Linked DNA regions of Gossypium hirsutum: region 2 is linked to region 1. A link is a contact called in public Hi-C data. All regions are on one chromosome and are shown on one strand. The core of a region is the stretch at or near the end of the contact, and the rest is flanking DNA. Distances in the headings are between cores, read along the strand shown. Region 1 holds the start of LOC107929449 (protein LOW PSII ACCUMULATION 3, chloroplastic). Region 2 holds the start of LOC107929437 (DNA (cytosine-5)-methyltransferase CMT2).

Region 1 (6,101 bases), core at 691-3,190:
GCTGTGAAAAAGCTCAAGACAATTCAGTCAGCAAGAAAAAAGAAAAGGTTATGAAGACAAACCTGAAAAGTGTCCCTCCATTTCGTCCCTTGAAGTTATGTATGTAATATACAGTCTCCATCATGGGCAGGAGGGATTTGGTTAGTGCTGCCAGCTTAGGATAGAAAAAAGATGGATAATCTTAGCTCATTCATTCAAGGACAACTATTTAAGCTATCATTTGAAATCTAAATGATTGAAAAACTATGGATGAGTTGCCAAGGAAAGGATACATCCAGATCTTATACGGTCGAGTTCTCCATTGAATATAATCATTTTCCTGTTGGTGTTCATTACAGCTTCCTTGTAAAGCTCTTCCACCACAATCATTTCTGCATAATGGATTGCATACCATACATAAAAGCTTCATGGAGTACACATCGAAAAGAATTCAGGGTGTTCGATAAGCTACCATTGACGTTAAAATAAGGATAACCAACAAGGAACAGTTCATCCTCTGGCTTTACCCTGTCTGCCATTTTCACTTTCTCACCAAAACCGAAATCCTCGAAGAAGGATGGTTTTGTTAGATAGTCTAATTTGAACGAAACTCCTTCAAACACTTGTCTTGCAAATTTAACTTCGTTTGCCTCTGGGAAAAACTGAAAACTTAACAGCAGACATAAATTATTATGAATTATATAAGCAATAAGCTTAGGCCTTACAGTTGTTGGTGCCTCCCTCTTCACATTAAATACACTTTGCTATTGGCACTTACTATTCTGGTTCGTGTAACTTTCTCTGGAGCTACCAAAATGTCACAAAATTCACGAATCAACTGCATACTTCCAGTCATTTCATTTCCTCCTTCACCGTCACCTTGTATGTGTAGTTAACTTATGATATATATAAGTTCAAAAATAAAAGAGAAAAGACACATGAGAAGGGGAGAGAAGAACCTGGTACAGATCCAAGTCCAGCTGTTGGGAATTCAATCTCCTGCAATAGATATTTGTATGTCACGAACTATATATTGAGACTGAACCATGTAATTTGCCTTTAAACTCTTCAATTATTACACAGTGCTATCTATCTCACCATCAACTGTTTGCCATCCTTCAAAGCCAATTCTGTTGCCCTTTTTGCCTGTTATTTGACAGACATTGTCCAAAGGAATAATAAGATTTTACAGCAGCGATAGTTGCAAGAAATTATCTTAGAAATTGCATGACAGATTAGTATATATATATATATATATATATACGTAAGATGCAGCATTAAAATAAGATACCCAAGGCTTACTTGTTTAAGAAGGTCAATGTAATCATTGGGGAATGGAGTATCATATTCAGTCAAGGCTTCCCCCTCAGAAACTGAACGACTTATAAACTTGAGATTCCTTGAAGAACCTACTATTTGGTGCAAACCAATTTTCCCTTTTATAACCGCATTTGTGTTGGCTTCTGCTTCAGTCCAATGGCTTCTGGACTGAAAAACCTACAATTTGGTGGTACAAACTAATTAAACATTACGCAAAAAAGTCCACATGATTTCAGAGGTATTCATCTATATGCATCAAGAAATGGGATATTTCTCTAAATCAATAACCAATCAAAGAGAGTGTTACAGCTTTTCATAGGTAGTGAGTTAATTCGAGTGGTGTGGGGGCATTGAACATTAATATTCGAAGAAACATAAAAAAAGAGATGAAGAAGCGAGTCGTTTACCATCCGATGTGGGGTTGAAGACACTGCAAAACCGGGATTGGATAGCAGCATCTCTTTTGGTTTCGAACTACAAAGACCGTTATGTTCGTTGTTAGATGAACAATATTCTAGTTTATTTTCTCATCGCCACACTGCATTCTGTATGATGTGCCGTGTTGTGCACCACTCAGTATTGTTTTTCTACTTCCTGCATTATCCTCTTTTAATGCAAGCACTTATCCTTAGAATGAAATACGTTTAAAGTTTATTTAATTTGTTTTTTTAAGGTCAAACTACACCCAAGGTAATTAAACTATTAGCTAATTAACGTTTTAGTCACTCAATTTTAAAAAATTACAAAATGATTATTGGAAAGTTTTCATTTAAGTCATTGAACTATTTGAAAGTTTTTATTTAAGTTATTAAGTCATTAAGCTGTTAAGTTTCTTTTTTTTCTTTTTCTTTTTAAATCTAGTTAGTGAGCTCCAAGCAAAGGTTCGACGATTGGTACAATGGATCAATATCCATCGATGAGTAAAAGAACATATCTTAGATTCAAATTGATCTGATGGTCAATGTTAGAGATTGAAAAAGAAAACTATTTGGGTTTTGGTTCGCAGATTCGTGATGTTCAAAACTGTTTCATGAAAAAAAAAACAAATTGTAGAAGAAAAGGGAAATGGGAGTTTTCGATTGGTGCAAGCGACGCAAACAGAAAAGACCATACATTAGTAATTTTAACAGCCCAACGACTTAAATGAAGACTTTCTAATAGTTTAGTAATCATTTTGTAACTTTTTAAAGTTGAGTGATAAAAATGTAAATTTACTAATAGTTTAGTGACTTTGGGTGTACATTATCCCTTTTTTAAAGGTTAAGGGTTAAATTTATAAATGTTTGAGAATTAAATTGTTAGTTAAATTTATTGAATTATTTAAAATTAAAGTTAATTTAATAGAATAAGCAAATGTTGAAGACTAAATATGTTATTATATTAAGTAAAAAAAAGGGTCACCTCACCATTTCCATTAACAATTTAATGGAATGTGATTAAAAGAGAAACAAAATATATTGTTAATGACAAAATTGAAGATTTTTGTAGTTCAATGACCAAAATAGAAATACGCTAATAATTGAATAATTGAATAATTAATGCCTCCATTTCATTGCGAAAATATTCAAAATAACATTTTAGAAGATAATAGTTGCATTTAGATTTAATAATATTTAAATTAATTAATTAATTTATCATTGAGGAATTTTAATATAATTCACTAATAATTTATCAGTTATCTAGATGTGGTGAATTAGAGTCGATAATGTTATCCGTAATATGAATATGTGATATGATCATAATATAAAAATAATTAAATAAAAAAAATAAAAAAACTCATAATAAAAAAGGCAACGTTCCATAATTATTATTAGTGAGTCAAAAATTATATAATATATAATTTATTTTTAAATATAATTATAATAAAAATAATATGATGATATTTTCTGTAGAATTTTGAAAGGTAAATATTTTCGACATTGTGATTTCCTTGAATAATCCTTTATTTATATGGAGGAGTATTTTTTTTATTACAAAGCATCTGCTTTTTAAAAGAGTATGATGGAGATTGGGTGATGGGCGACATTTCATAGATTCCCATGACAATAAATTTTTTTAATGATTCAGAGCCTTTATCGGATATGGAATGTTTACGAGTTAGTGATTTGCTCATGAAGAATGTTAAAGCTTGGAATGTTACCCTTGTTGAAGGTTTTTTATAGCCTTATGATGCGCCTAGGATCAGTCTTTATGGCCAACATGATCAACAAATTTGGCACTATAGTAAGAATGGGGTGTTTGATGTTAAGTCTTGTTATGCTATTGCGGTTTGACATGTTGTGGATTTTCCTTGGCAAACGATTTGGAATGCTAAGGTACCACCAAAGGTGAAGGATTTCTTGTGAACGTGTGTTCGCAATTTTATATCTTGCAAAGGCCGATTGAAAGAGAAAGTGTGTATCACTAAAAACAATTGTATAAGATGTCAGTGAAGGATTTCATTGCCTCTGTTTTTTCATTTGCTGATTGTCTGTAGTGGAACCATATTCTGGTGGTCTTGTGGAGTTTATGGTTCTATAAGAACCAATTAATTTGGAAGAATCAGTAAGACCCTCCATCTTAGATTGTTGAGTTCTATTGAGGTTATCAACAACAAAAGAAAGGAAAAATGAAAGAAAAGAAACTAAAGAAGATGATCAAATGATCTCTATTACTGATTTTTATTAAAGCAGTGTCCTTAAGTTACAAATAGTTATCAAATACATAACTACTCTCACTAACATCATTGAACTAACTTATCAGATAAAATCAACACCTAAACATTAGTACATTATCAAACTAATAAGCTAAGTAGTCTTTGTGCATCAACAAAACTGATTACAAAGTGAATTAGACTAGTTGTAAACAAGAAACAAAATAGTTGATATGGCAAAGCTTTAAAACATCTTTGCTGCTGCATTGCTAGCCATTGTCCAACACTCCTCTTTGGCTTCTATGCAGCAAACACCAATATTTCTTCTCAAATTCTCGAACCTTGCAGTCCTAAAAGGCTTGGTTAAAATGTCAGCAAACTGATCTTCTGATTTGCGATGGATCAATTTGACTTCCTTTGATTGCTCAGCTTCCCTAACAAAGTGATATATGATTTTAAAGTGTTTCGTTTTTCCATGAAACACATGATTTTTTGCTATGGCAACAACTGGCTGATTATCCACTTTGATTTTAGTTGGTTCATCTTGGCTCTCATTCAAATCACATAAAAGCTTTCTTAGCCAAATGGCCTGATTAATAGCTGTAGCAGCTACAATATACTCTGCTTTTGCTGTTGTTTGAGCCACAATTTGTTGCTTCTTTGAACTCCAACAAAAGAATCCTGAGCCTAAAGTGAAAAAATAACTCGATGTGCTATTCATATCATCAATAGAGCCTGCCCAGTCACTATCTAAGTATCTCAACAGCTTGAGTTCTTCAGTTCTCACAAAATTTACCCAAAAGTTACGAGTTTCTTTGACATATCTTAGGACCCTCTTAGCTGCTTTGAAATGAGAAACATTACAACAGTGCATGAACCTAGATAAAAGGTTGACCGCAAACATAATGTCAGGCCTTATAGTTGTCAAGTAGAGTAGGCAACCTACAAGACTTCCACACCCTTTCTCATCCACCTTTTCATGATCATTTTTGTTGGAGAGTTTCTCACCTTGTGCCACTAGAGTGTTAGCAGGTTTGCAATTTGTTATGCACATTTTGTTCAAAATTTTCAAAGCAAATGCTTGCTGACCTATAAAGGTGGCATGTTGAGTTTGATTTATCTCCATGCCAAGAAAGTAAGTCATCTCCCCTAAGTTAGTCATCTCAAACATATCTTGCATCTGCTTCTTAAACTCATCTATTAACTCCTTTCTGCAACCAGTTACTAGCAAATCATCCACATACAATGACACAATCAGCAAGTTCTCATTCTCAGATTTCTTTACATAAAGAGTAGGCTCACTTATGCTCTTTTCAAACCCAAGCCTTGTCAAATAGGCATCGATTCTGTCATACCGGGCCCTTGGAGCCTGTTTTAGGCTATACAAGGCCGTCATGAGCTTGTAAACTTTTTGCTCTTCACCAATCACTTTGAACCCTTTTGGGTGTTCAATGAAAACTTCCTCCTTGAGAAAACCATTCAAAAAAGTAGATTAACATCTAATTGCTATACTTTCCATTGCTTTTGAGTAGCCAAGGCAAATAAAAGCCTTATAGTGTCTAACGTTGCAACTGGTGCAAAGGTTTTTGAAAAGTAAACACCATATTGTTGGTTTACCCCTTCACAACAAGTCTTGCTTTGTGCTTATTCAGTGACTGTAACGCGTAGGTTTGTGCAAGTGTACACAGTCGTTATCAAGTAATAAGTAAGTATCGAGTTATCGTCTCTATAGGGATTGTATTTGTGTTAAATCACTTAATTGTAAAATTGTCCTTAACAACTTGGTAAATAAAAACACAATATGGTTGAAAAGTGATGATTAAAATATATTAAACTAAATGCAATGATCCCTAATGCAAATTATCCTAAGTATGCAAACTATATGAACGAAATAGATTCTAGTAAAATTAAACACAATTTGCAACAATTATAACATAAATAAACTAGGACAATTACTTTAATTAAACTCAATTTATTATCAACATGCTTAATAACATTGGAAACACATTCCATGACAACTCGATCTTTCATGAGTTCGGAAACCACATTAGGTCCTTTCGAAATCCTTTACTTAAAAATATGCATTTTACTAATCTTTATTTACTAAGGGTTTCTTAGCATTAATGTGAGGTAATAGGGACTTGTTAGGTTTGAAACAGTTTAATCACAC
Region 2 (5,626 bases), core at 1,077-3,576, 280 kb after region 1:
TGTCATCCGGGATTGGATTGCCTATAAATATAACATCAGTCTTGGATTGGCTCTTCTTCTTTCCTGAAAGAGACGAGCCCTTGGCTTTCTTTGAGAATGTTTCATCTGAGGTTCCAATATCTGATTCTGCTGATGAGATCTTAAATTTCTTGGAAGGCTGTTCATCACATGAATTGGATAATCTATTGGAAGAAGAGTTTACTTCGGCACTATCACCTTCAGCCAATAATGTAGAAAACTGCTTTTCATCAGAAATTTCCCTCCTATGTTCTCTAAAAGATGCATTACTGCCGCCATTTTCTGTTGCGTGCATGGAACTGGGAGAAATTCCCAAGAGCTTCTCTTCAGAAAAGACCACTTCATCCATATCCAATCTTCTAACAGGGATATCACTGCTACCATTTTTAGTAGCCTGGCTAAATTTCAGAGATCTTCTTAACTGCCTTTCAATAATAAGCCTTAAGTTTGTCTCATTACGCCTTAAAGGAAAAGTTCCTTTATCCGCTTCCTCGGTCTTTGAGAGACATAATCGCTTGCCGTTCAACTTTCCAGAAGATCTTGTTTCAGAGTAGGAACCTTTGTCAGAGGATTTAAAAATAGTTTTTGATGAGCGACCTTTGGTTTCAGGTGGGGCCGAAGTCAATCGTGGAGATCTCCTCAACCCCATTCCATTGGTTCTTTCAATATTCATGATTTTTGCCCCTTTATTTCTACCGACACAAAAAAATAGCATAAAAAGAAAGATCAGGAACACACAATGTAGAGCAAGGTTGACCATGTCTGCAATATATTACTAAAATGCAACAATGAAAGAAATTAGCAATTGCTACTCACTTTAACTTGAACCGTTGACTTTTTGAGCTTCGACTCTGCATAACCCATAAACAAGAATCCACACAAATGAAACAGGTAAGTTGCATACCTCTAAAAAAGCCTCATCTTTGACTTGTAAAGCATTTGAAAAAAAAACCACAAGAAATATAGCAGCAGAAAATCAAAGCCATTTATTAGACGAATTAAGAAGCCATAAATGTGACCCACGTTTACATGTATTATTTTTTAATTTACGTTGACCGAAATAGAACTACAATTAAAGCCTTAATTACAACTGAAACCGTCTTCTTAGATAATATAAAAATAGAGAAATCCTTCCAAAAAATATAGAGGAAGATTTGATTACCGGGGAAAAAAAAAAGACTACTGCTTTAGCTCGATGAATAGGGGCCAACACACCTAGCTGCTAAACTTACTACGCCGAAATATCTAGTGCCTGTTTACCGAACCCAACCAAAGGAGACTGGACGCATAATCCCTTAAGGCAACAACTATGGCAGACCTCCTAGCTTACCGTAATTTACAGCCCAATGTGTTAAATATATTTCTTCTTTATTTTCAGAATAAATTTAGAAAATCTCGACGGAAAATTAAATTCTAAAGTTAGTGGAAAAACAAAAAAGCAACGGCGTTACCTTCGAGGAAAGAGAGAGGACTTTTTTATTTTCAGCGGCAGCTGAAATGGTAGTAAATCTTGGCGACCTTCTAAGATTCTTACCCTCTACAGTCGTACTTTCCTTAATTTTCCTTTTATAACCTTCAGTTTCTAAACTCACAATGGCCTTGGGCCTCACATTTGCGCTCTCCCTAACGACCAACGCTGAATTTCTGGGGGACCTTCTCAGGCATCTCTTAAGCACCGTTTCTATATCGGATTTCCTCGAAAAAACACTCCGAATTGGAAATAACTGAAAGATACTGGGGGATCTTCTCGGTAGAAGCTTGTTATCATCGGCGCCGGCGGCAATTTCTTCCGGGACGCAAATCTCTAGAGGCAATGGCTGCTCCACATTATCGTCTCCGGTTGTGACCAAAGTAAGAGACTGAGATTTGGAATCAGAGTCGGAATTTTCTGTTGGCTCCATAAATGCAACAAAAAAAAAGGCAATTTCGATAATTTCGAAGATAAAACAATATTTGAAACCAAACAGAAAAACAAAAAAAATTCAAATGTGGATGGAGGAGTGATGGTGGAGCATAAGGGGAACCGCGGGAGGCCACTGCATCGATAAGTGCAGAAACTGACTTCACTTTTCCTCACTCCATACGATCTACACTGCACTCCAGCTTTTGGGAGTTCAGACAAGGAAAAACGTTGTTTCTTTTATTTGAAAAAGATAAATTACGGGATTGATGTGTTTAAATCTGTGCTGTTGAAGGCTTGTACGTTTTGAGAATGGGTTATCAGATCAATCAGAGCGCACAATTATGAAAAGCAAGCACGCATTGGTCACTTTAGATATGATCGAATTTATTTTTAACTACGTTACGCCATTTATGATAAATAGAAAAAATAAATTATATAATATTTACGACAAAAAAATTATATAATAAAAATATTTAAATTTTTTTATAAAAATTAAGATTTTGTTGAAATGGTGAAGGTAAGTATAAAAAACTATGATGTATTAATTTTAATTTTAATTTTTTAAGATTTTAGGTAAAAATATAAAATGAATAAAATATATTTATAGTAATGTTTGGTACTTTATAAAAAAATAATTTTTGATAGTTCATCAATTGAATTAGAATTTAGTTAATGAGTGATATCAATTAAATCAGTCATTTAAATAATAATTAAAAATCCTATAATATGTAGAGGTGAATGTTTGACCGAATTGAGTAAAAAAAATTTGAGTTAATTGAGTTAACGATTCTTATTTTATCATTCTAACTTTATTTGAAATTTTTTCGAGTCGAATCGAATCAAGTGAAATTGTTCAAGTTGAATTAGAAAATTGAACATGTCAAATTAAAATATTGTTATAGTATAACTAATTTCATGTTATAGCACATAAATTTGAAACAATATATATTTAAAAACTTTTTTCAAAGCAAAATAAAAAAAATATTTTAGTATCATAAACTTGAATCATTAATTTACTTATTTAGGTCCTTAAAATTATTATTCTAGAATTTTTAAAATATTTTAATAAATATAAATTTTGGAATTTTTATAAATATTTTGAATTTTAAAAATTATTTTAAATTTTTTTGTAATTTTTGTCAAGAGAGACCAATTTTCTCGTTTTAAAACTTGACAGGGACCATAAGGGTATTTAGACCAATTTGTTATTTGAATTATTTGAGTTATTTAAATTTTAAAATTCAACTTGATTCAAACTCGAAACTCAAATTATTAATTTGAGTTTACTCTAATAATTTAAATAACTCGATTCAATTAACTCAAAATTCAAATTTTTTTAAATCGAATTAAGTTTTGTTCACCCCTAATCACATGTGGATGTAGGTGGAAACCACAATTAATAATATATGAAATATGTACGACATATACAAATATTTAACAATTTTATATAACAAATATACTTACTAAAGTTTCATATACTTTTGTTTAGTGGGGGAGCTAGTAGTAGTTTAGTGGAACTGCGGCTGTTACATCAAGTTTTGCGTCAGAAATGGGAGATTCGTATCCGACATATCCCAAGAACTCTTAATGGTATTGCTGATCACATGATTAAATGTGTTGATACAAGTAGCTCTTTGATACGTTTATTTAGATCCCCACGGGCTTCGGTTATAAACTTGTTGAAAAGAGATTGCGATATGTCTATTTACTATTGATTATAGTTTTATCTAGTGTAACCGCTTAATATTGTCCTTTTCTACAAAAAAAATTATATGCATGTGTCATTGGTTCAAATATCATTATGGACTTTATTTTTTAAAAAAACCTCATTATGGACAATTTTTTTTATAAAAAGTCAAAAATATTCACAAAACTATATAAATTACTTTACAAATATTTTTTATATAATTTATTAATTGAATTGAGATCCGAATAGATCACACCAAATTAATAAATTACTTTATAAATGGTATAAATATAATTTTTATTTAGAATGATAAAAATTATATCTATAAATATCTATATTTTCTACTCTCAAGTCTCTAACATATGAGTTTTTCTAAATTAACTATGGGTTTAAATTATTTTTCATAAATTTTATATAAAAATAAAATCACTCAAAATAATATTTACTAATTGAATTAATATCTAATTAATTTATAAAACCAACTCAAACAAATCAATTAATAATTGTATATACGCATAATATAAATTTATAATTTTTCTACATCAATAACAAATTATATGAATAATAAATTTCAATATGATACTTTGTTGAAATATTTATAAATAAAATTAAAATTGTTTTACGCCTTTTTATATTTTTCCATACAGTTTGGTTGAATAGGTTTGATCTTAGGAGATGATATTGTTGAGAGAGACAGTCACAAACTCCAAATATTGACCATAAAACGGACTTGCATGGTACCAAAAAAGTATCTTTTTTCATACCATTAATATTTTAACGATCCAATCGTTAAATTTATCAGTATAATTATACTTGACTTGCACATAAATTTTTAAATCAAATCAATATTTTATCATATTGATCTAAAATATTATTTATATTAGTATATACATTTAACGGTTAAAATTTTTTACATAAAAAGTAGATTGAAATTTTAATTTTTGTCAAACTTAACATAAAAAATCTATATAAATAGAATATAAAATATAAAATATCAATAAAAATAAAGAAAAATATAAAATCACTTTAATTTTACAATTATAACCAATAAATTCATGGGAAAAGTGTAAAATCTCTCCCCTATTTTTACAATCAAAAGTAATTAAATTTATTAATAACATCAACCTAATATAAATGTTGGCTTTATACTTTTGGCGGGATCTTGAATGTTCAAAATTCAAAGTGAGCTTTATAATTTAATGTTCAAATAATTTCTTTTGGCCGTCATATTTGAATCAATTAAATTTATTTTATCACATTTGAAAATCTATTCTATACATTAAAAATATCCTCAAGCGATTCTCTATGTGACATATGCCCAGCTGTTTGCTAAATATGTATTTTTTTTAATTTTTATTAATTTTCAAGTTTGAATTTTTTTAAAGGAGTTAAAATTAAATTGTATATTAGTAAGATATTAAAAAAATAAATTTATCATTTTAATAGGCTATGCTTTTATAAATTTTAAACAATTAAATTAATATTTTAATATTTTAAGTGTGAAAATGTAATTTTATTTTTAAGATTCATAATAAACTTGTTTTAAAATAGTTAGTTCAGGTGATGACTGATTAGTCAACTTAGAATTCATATTTAGAACTAAGTTTGAAAAAATCATTTTAATTTCAATTTTAATTGTAAACGAGTCTCTAGAACTAAGTTTACAAAATCGTTTTAATTTCAATTTTAATTGCAAACGAGTCTTTAAAATAATTAGGTTGCATGTTTCATTAAAAAAAAGGTTAAATATTTGTTTTCTTTTTAAGTGATATATTTTATAACATCCCTAGTTCGTCTTCGTCACTGAATTAGGGTTACAGAGTATTTTCATACATTTTAGAACATTTAAATTCAAACCAAAACAATTATACAAATTATCTCATAATAATTAATAATTTCATATAAATCAGAGTAAAAATACAATTACGGGCCTTAAATTGAGTTTAAGGGGCCCTAAAAACAGTTTGGGAACATTCTGGGATCAATTCGAAACAAATCAAAAAATTTTAGAAAAACTT

Evidence for each region. A called contact is a pair of places that touch in the nucleus more often than the background predicts.
Region 2: a Hi-C map of leaf shows a contact between it and region 1, with 2.8 times the contacts expected there. The contact joins the promoter of LOC107929437 here to the promoter of LOC107929449 in region 1. A contact is called at or near these places in 4 of 34 Hi-C or Micro-C datasets (callus and leaf).

Annotation. Positions count from the first base shown.
Region 1 is chrA08:110,706,545-110,712,645 of Gossypium_hirsutum_v2.1, forward strand. It overlaps LOC107929449 (protein LOW PSII ACCUMULATION 3, chloroplastic), which reads right to left and starts at 1,941. Exons shown (of 9, transcript XM_016860877.2): 1 at 1,707-1,941; 2 at 1,282-1,476; 3 at 1,078-1,125; 4 at 939-978; 5 at 758-858; 6 at 452-641; 7 at 273-371; 8 at 63-180. The coding sequence starts at 1,757.
Region 2 is chrA08:110,986,199-110,991,824 of Gossypium_hirsutum_v2.1, forward strand. LOC107929437 (DNA (cytosine-5)-methyltransferase CMT2) reads right to left here and starts at 2,327. Exons shown (of 23, transcript XM_041074411.1): 1 at 1,470-2,327; 2 at 835-869; 3 at 1-710. The coding sequence starts at 1,919.